2 separate regions of the Mus musculus genome follow, and region 2 is linked to region 1. A link is a contact called in public Micro-C data. All regions are on one chromosome and are shown on one strand. Each heading gives the region's core, a stretch centred on a gene start, on an enhancer-like site or on the middle of the called end of the contact. The rest is flanking DNA. Distances are from core to core; before and after follow the strand shown. Region 1 overlaps Dnah11 (dynein, axonemal, heavy chain 11). Region 2 has its middle 47 kb from the start of Gm25577.

Region 1 (3,554 bases), core at 390-2,889:
ATCCAGATGCCTGCTGCCTTACCCACCTCACTTCTGGTTCTGTCTCAGTGGAATTTTAGTTAGATCCCCGGCCATATTTGACTTTTACTCGGAATCCCATTATCTGGGATCCCGATAAAGTCATCTGAGGCCGTCCTTTGTCATGCAGATTTATGTATTTAGTCAGAAGTGATTTGAAAATTCCCAGGCATACTTGGTGGTGCCTCTGCCTGCATTTTAAGGCCTCTCCCTTCTTCCTTCTTCCTGTTCATAAACAGGCTGCAAGTCTCCATCATGGTCTCATGAGTTGATTAAATTCTCCTTACCCTTCAGGTTCTAAGCCATAGATCTAAGCTGAGTCCATCTGTTAGAGGCTCCTCCCTCTGCTTGGAGGCCCTGCCCATCATTGCTATGAATGCTGGGAGAGAGATGCTTAGACCCTGACCACACTCCTGACCTCTGTGAGCCAAGCTTGCCTGCCTTCCCTTAATTGACATTTTGGAAAATCCTGATTTCTCCATTTTAACCTGAACCATTAAAATAATCACCTGCTGTTAGCTACCTAGTATCTAAATCCCCCAGAAAGCCCCAGTATCTGTGTCTCTGCTCTCCTTCCTCTGAGACACCACTTTAGCCTTCCCCCTTCCTTCAAGAGATCTTTCTGAGGTCACCTTACATTTTGTCTGCTTGGCCCTGTCTGAAAGCTTACTTTGCTTGTTACCATTTTATTGCCTTGGTCATCAAAGGTCTAACTGGGCACTCATAATTTCTTTCTGAAAATCGTTGTTTCTTCCTAGCCTTAGCGTGGTGAAGATAGCAGTATTCATAGCTAATATCCGTTGGATATTTACTATGCCCTGGGTATTGTGTTGCAAACCATTATTTCATATTCTTTCAGATCCTCACCAGTAGGTAGGATTATTCTCCCTTTTTATTAAATGAGGAAATTGAAACAAAGAGGATAATTGTCATGCCTAATGTGTGGCATTGATGGCTCTGTACTCTGAGCCTAGCAGAGCCCACTGGCCTGCTGTCCTGACCACCAGACATTCCTACCATGCAGAGATGCTTAGTAGAGATTTACTGAATAACGGGCGGGCAGGTGAAACTGGACAGGGAGTCGTTCCTCCTGCTCCTTTGAGCATGGATACTCTCTGTGCAGTGCTCCATTCAAGGAACTGAAGGCAAAACTGTCATCACCTTTGATTAAATCTTAAGCAGTCAGCTAGCTCTCCGTTCTTCCATTTTAGGCTGTGGGGAGGGGGAAAAAGCTTCCCATATTGTGATTCTAGACGGGAAGGGGGGTTGTTTTTAATAAATATGCTTCAAAACATTCGAAATGTGTGTGCTTATGAATCTTAAAGAAAATTACCCAGGACAAACAGCTTTCTAATACACATTTGCATTTTGCAGGGGCTTGCATTTGTCAGTGTGCATTCATGTTCAGTGAACACATTTAATTCCATCAACGTTCTCTTTATGGTAGATTTGTATTTCTTGGAGAGACTATCCCGCTGAAACCCTCGGTTGGAATATTTATTACTCTGAACCCAGGATATGCCGGTCGAACCGAATTACCAGAAAACCTCAAAGCTCTGTTCAGGCAAGTGCTTCTCTCGCAGCTCACATACTGTGGTACACTTATGCCACCTAACGTTGGCTCGCTCTGACCATGCCATTTATTTTTCCAGAGAATTTAATTTCCTATGGAAAACTTATCTCTCTGAGATCGCTTTATAGAGATAGTTTTCCTCATGATCTTTATAGAGATAATTGTCTCCATGATAGACTCACCCCTTGTGTAATGAAACCAGCACTCAAATCAGTATGTACAAGTTATGTGGTAATTCCAAGTGTTTAATATTAGCTTTTTCATTGCTGTTTTATTGTAAACAGAACTTTCACAAGTTATAAAGCATTTGGTAAATGCAGACATGTATAAAGAGAAGTTATTTGCCAACTAGACATCATGATTGTTATAGTTTTTCTACTTTATTCTATAATTTATATTTTAGAGAGGCATGGTTTTATTTAGTTTCATTTTTGTAATGTTCTTTGTACATATTTTACTATACTATTGAAAATCTTTGGAAGTATAATTTACCACATCTCCAAAATCATCCCTCTTATGACTCATCTACAATTTCTTTATTGCCTTGTGTGGTGTGGCAGGCTTATTTTTGTTTTCTGGTTGGTTTGTTTTGTTTTTGTTTTTGATATTAAACTAAAATTTATTCTTATTAAAAAGTATGTTTGTTTCAGAGTCTTCAGGTGTATGCATGTATGTGCTCGGTTGTATGCGTGCATATGGAGGCCAGAGGTGTCTTCCTCAAATGTTCTCTTCCTTACTTTTTGAGGCAAGATCTCTCATTGACACGGGAGATCACCCATGCAGCTGGCAAGCCTCTGGGATCCTCCAGTCTCCACCTCCCAAGCACTAGAATTGCAAGTGTGTGCTACTGGAGATAGCTTTTACATGGGTGGTGAAGACTGACTGAACTCAGGTCCTCAAGCTGGTGTGGCAAACCCTTTAGTAATGAGCTCTTCCCCCAACCACAGAATAAAATCTTAGATGTAAAATTGCCAGACGATGATTAAAATACATTGCTGACCTCCTTTCTTCAAACACTCAGCCAATATATATGCCACCAGCAGCCTGCATAAGAAGACCTGCAGGTGCATCTTCGATACCCATCATGACTGTTAGCTTTTCCATTATGTCATCCAGGTGTAATCTGGTGCACTGGCATGCTTCCATCAAGTGAGCAGCTGTTGGAACATCACAAATATTCAGATTGAGAAGACAGCTCCTAAACTCTAAGGAGGCCCCTTGTGCCAGTTGGAAACTAATCCTTCTGTCACACACAACTCTCTGTGATTAAGGCTTACATATATCTTTTCTGGAGTTCCTATCAATTTCAACTTTCTAAACTGTGAGCCATGACCCCTTAGGGGCTCAAGTGACTAAATGTGGGTCCAGGAAAAGTTGGCAACAGTTTCTGAATGTGCAAGGACAAGAATTTATTCAGAATATAATGTATAATGAATTGGAGATGCATTTCTGTGATTTTCGCTGCAATCTTGGTTCTGAACACATAACATGTTGTCACAACACAACAATAACCAATGCTACCTGAGACAGCTTAGCTTAGATTCAACTCTATTCTGACATATGAATTGTAGCACCTTAATGTACATACACCGTTTACTGTACTTGTAGAGACATGACTTAATTAAGGAAGGCTCCCCTACACATACACCATTATTCCTCAACATGTTTCAAAAAGTTTGGAACACATTTTATCTTGATTTTGGATCTTGGGGGTTACTAGCTAGCCAGCCTAGCCTAACTTTGCTAGTACCAGAACAGTGAAAGAAAAGTGGTGGAGGGGTATAAATAGTGCCTCGGGAGTGACATCAGATGTTTTTTGGCCTCCACACACATTGACATATATTCTACATGCGAGTGTGTACTCATGTGTAAAAATAAGTTGATATATTTTAATAGTATGTGAATTAGCTTTTATACTTAATAAGTTGTTCTATGAATACCAAAGAACTGTTTTAATGTTGGT
Region 2 (3,554 bases), core at 423-2,922, 400 kb before region 1:
CAAAGCTGGATTCTGCATGTGTATGGCATTATTTATGCACTTAGATGCAGTGTATTGTAACGATTCATATCTATTATAGATTTAGTAAGACACGAAGGCATAAGTGGATTTAATCAGACATGTAATTATTTTTATGCCTCCAACTCAAAAATATGCGTAAATAAATTTATGGTTATTTGGCAATCAGTGAGAATGGTCTTTATAAATGTTGAAACAGCTGCTGGCAAACATATTTGCAAAAGAAAGAGGATGGTTCTTATCTTCCAACCAGCAAGCGATAAAGGGATGAGTTAGCTGGGAATGCACTGTCCTAGCTGTTAAATATTTGTTTCATCATCTTCAATATTACACAAACATGCATTCAACATAAGGAAACCTGGCATTTCTTTCCCTTTGTGGGAAAGGAGCTCATTTTCTCAGAGGAGCACATTTTCTCAGAGGAGAACCTTGGAGCACACCTATACGTTACAATGCTCTTATTTTCTAGTTCTGAGTAGCTGCTGTCATGCTGTTTGACTTCCACATTCCCGTTTATTCTGTCATTGGTGGTATCGTTCCGGATCTTGAGATGGAACATTCTCATTTGAAATAATGGGCTACGATGGCGTGCGCACTTCTGTCAAATATGTTGATTCTGGCGTCTGTTAGGGTTGCTGCTCTGACTTTCACAGTGGCTTTAAGACATTTGTAAAACTTTGCCGGGAAGGATAGTAACTGGCAATCTTCGAGTTAGCTGGTTATGATTACTTCTCTGTGTTGAAACATCTAATAAATTATGCATCTAAAAATGTAGATCTTGGACAAATACTCTGAGAAAAATCTAATTTTCTTGAAATATATCTTTTTTCATTCTCTCAAGTTTTCAGCTGAAATTTTGTGCTTTGGACTGTTGAGAAATTAATAGCATCGGCATCTGGTATCTTCTCTCTAACCTTCAGCAGAGAAAAAGCTTCTCAGAGCTCTCCTAATGTGTCAATTAGGACCTAGGCAGATTACTTCACGAGGAATTATGTATTTCATTTGTCTAGTATCAGGTATAAAAGAGTATAATATATTAAAGTAGGACACAACCAGGCACACTCGCGCGCTCAGGACTGGGATAGGCCATGTAAATAAAGCTGTCGCCCTGGCTTCCCAAGGTGAAGACTGTATCAGCCTGCGTTCTATGCTTATGATCATTTCCAATACTATCCGGTTGGGGTTAGTTAGCAGCCTTAGATGTCACGGTCACCCGACTTTTGTAAAATCATGGGGTTTCCTTTCATTCACGTATGTTGTTTCAGTGATCAGTAGTATTTCCAATAAATCATACACTAGCCAGTTGAAAGAGCTTCTGCCTGGTATGGGGGGGAAAAACCCTGCAAACGCGGCTAACTGATGCTTCGCCCGCTGCCCAGCTCGGCCGTGAGAGAAGCCGGGATCCTTGGAAAACCGCAGAGCGCCCTCTGTTGATGAAAAAGGCAACGCGCAGCGCGGGAGCGGACCCCAACCCTGTGGATCTGAAGCCACAACGCCGCGGTCGAAGAGTCCCATTTCTGACGTGGGAGAAAAAAATCCCGTTTAAAACTATAAGAATATTGATTTTTCTGGACACAGAAAGCACATATGACTGCAAGCTCCAAGAGAATGGTAGCATGGTAAGTATTTAAGTAGATACACGCACAAACATGCTCGTCTTTCAGTCTCTACTTGCCTAAAGCATTGGGTAAGGAGGCTTCTTTTCCTTCGATGGACACTCTACACGGGTTTGTTTCTATTCGTATTATTTGGGAACTGCCAGAAAACATGGCGTGAGCAATGATGCTAAATAGGTAGAGTCTACATTTCTTTTTCTTTCTTTCTTTTTTTTTTTAATGAAAGACTATAACTAAACCTCCTTTGAAAACACACACACACACACACACACACACACACACACACACACACAGCTACATCCCTTGACCTCCAAGAAGGAAAGACCAGAAAACAAAACCGCCACAACTGTTGACTTTTGCTGACTTTGGCTTAGTTTGTGTTTTATCACTTTCCAACTAAGTTCCAGCAAGCCTTTATAAAATAGTATACTGGGGTACAAAATTTTATTCGTGTGTGTGTGTGTGTGTGTGTGTGTGCGCGCGCGCACACGAAATTTAAAAGCAGTAATTCTATGATAAGAACTCTTCCGTTCTGTATTTCCATTTACTTCCTATTGGGTTGGGGAAGAAAATTAGTCTCACAGAAGTAACATCTTTACATTTTAAGGTCACTGCATATGCTAATTAGTTTTAAAAGCATAGTTGTTTTAGGATACCTTGTTCTGCCCAGCTTTTAGGTAGCAATTGAAAACGTTGCGTTCTTGACTTCCAGTTGTTGGGTGTTACAAACGTTTCTGAAAGACTGTATTCGGGAACTTGTTCAGACATACTGATGGCACAGGTGCTTATTAACCTAAAGCTGAGTATTTACAGCCACAGAATTAACTTGAGTTTGTGATTTGATTGCAATCTTTAATTCCTTTGTCTTAAAAGAAGACTTCTCTTTCTTGTAAGTTTCCTTTTCAAATTCAAAAAAGGAATCCAGAGACAAAATATTAGGCCTTGCTAAGAGAGTCACCAAGAAGGAAGGGAGGAGGGATGTGGAGAACTCTCAGAGTCGTTGCCAGCAGCCACGAAACTCGCCCAGATAAATCGCTCGGCGCACATTTTGATTTTTCCTCACAAAGACAATAAGAGTTTTAAAATAATATGCCTTTAGATTTTTCCTGTATCTTCCATCTTCGGCTATTTGAAGTCCCTACATGAATTCGATCACGCTCAACAGGATTTGTTCACTCAAGATGGGGCACAGGTGCTGAGGAAGTAATTTATGACCAGAGCCAGAATCCTGAGCTGAAGCTAACAGTGGGTACAGCAGTGCCTGGGAGGCTGTTAACATGCAAATCCCCACGAAACAGATGAAAACTGACAGACTTGGTGTCGTTCGGAGATTTCAGCCCACCCCAGTATTCAGGGGAACTGCAAACAGAGGAGGGCGAGACACTGCCGGATCCCAGGCTGGCCAGAGCATGTGCCTGGGACACCCTCTGACTTTTCCCCATATTATATCAGCATTAGCCCTAGTACTTTGATATGGTAAGCTTTAGGCTTTTTTTTTTTAATCAATATACATTTTATTGGGAATAGGATTATGCCATTTCTTTTTCAGACAGTAAAATTACATGAAAATGGTGTATACCGGAAACAACCCTGATAAACATGTAACTTTCCCCCATTGCTTATGAGCAGCTGAAGATGAATCAGAGTCTCAACATTTTGAAGTGAAAATGAGAAAGATGATTTTCTTTTATTTCTGTTTTTTAATTGAGATTTGAAAAGTCAGCTACATTTACTCACAAATGGAAAATTTAGTTTAAAAAATCATAAATCAGCTAAACTCAATTTATATGATAAAAAGGTATTTAACAGTTTAATGCTTCCCCTTTCCCAAATAATTTTATCCTCACAAATTGCATTGTAAAATAATTTCATGCCACTGTACAATATTTTAAGCACTTCATTTTAAGAAACACTAAATAT

What was found. Hi-C and Micro-C count contacts between places; a contact is called where the count stands out from the background.
Region 2: a Micro-C map of the AtT-20 cell line shows a contact between it and region 1, with 4 times the contacts expected there. The contact joins two enhancer-like sites. A contact is called at or near these places in 2 of 39 promoter capture datasets (the 3T3-L1 cell line and hippocampal neurons), 2 of 15 datasets of contacts at CTCF or cohesin (the NIH/3T3 cell line and pro-B cells), 45 of 484 Hi-C or Micro-C datasets (the 3T3-L1 cell line, 3T3-L1-derived adipocytes, the AML12 cell line and 28 more) and 6 of 115 datasets of contacts at active chromatin or transcription factors (VIP interneurons, astrocytes, embryonic basal ganglia and 2 more).

The regions. Positions count from the first base shown.
Region 1 is chr12:118,055,121-118,058,674 of GRCm38.p6, reverse strand. It overlaps Dnah11 (dynein, axonemal, heavy chain 11), which reads left to right. Exons shown (of 82, transcript NM_010060.3): 35 at 1,466-1,582. Among named protein-coding and RNA genes, the nearest start is that of Dnah11, 140 kb to the left of the region's middle. Within about 2 kb of position 1,639, at least 5 of the 459 cell types and tissues checked have an H3K27ac peak or open chromatin away from gene starts, as enhancers often do. A contact at or near this core is called in the AtT-20 cell line, where this site is marked.
Region 2 is chr12:118,455,834-118,459,387 of GRCm38.p6, reverse strand. No RefSeq gene overlaps it. Among named protein-coding and RNA genes, the nearest start is that of Gm25577, 47 kb to the left of the region's middle. Within about 2 kb of position 1,672, at least 12 of the 459 cell types and tissues checked have an H3K27ac peak or open chromatin away from gene starts, as enhancers often do. A contact at or near this core is called in the AtT-20 cell line, where this site is marked.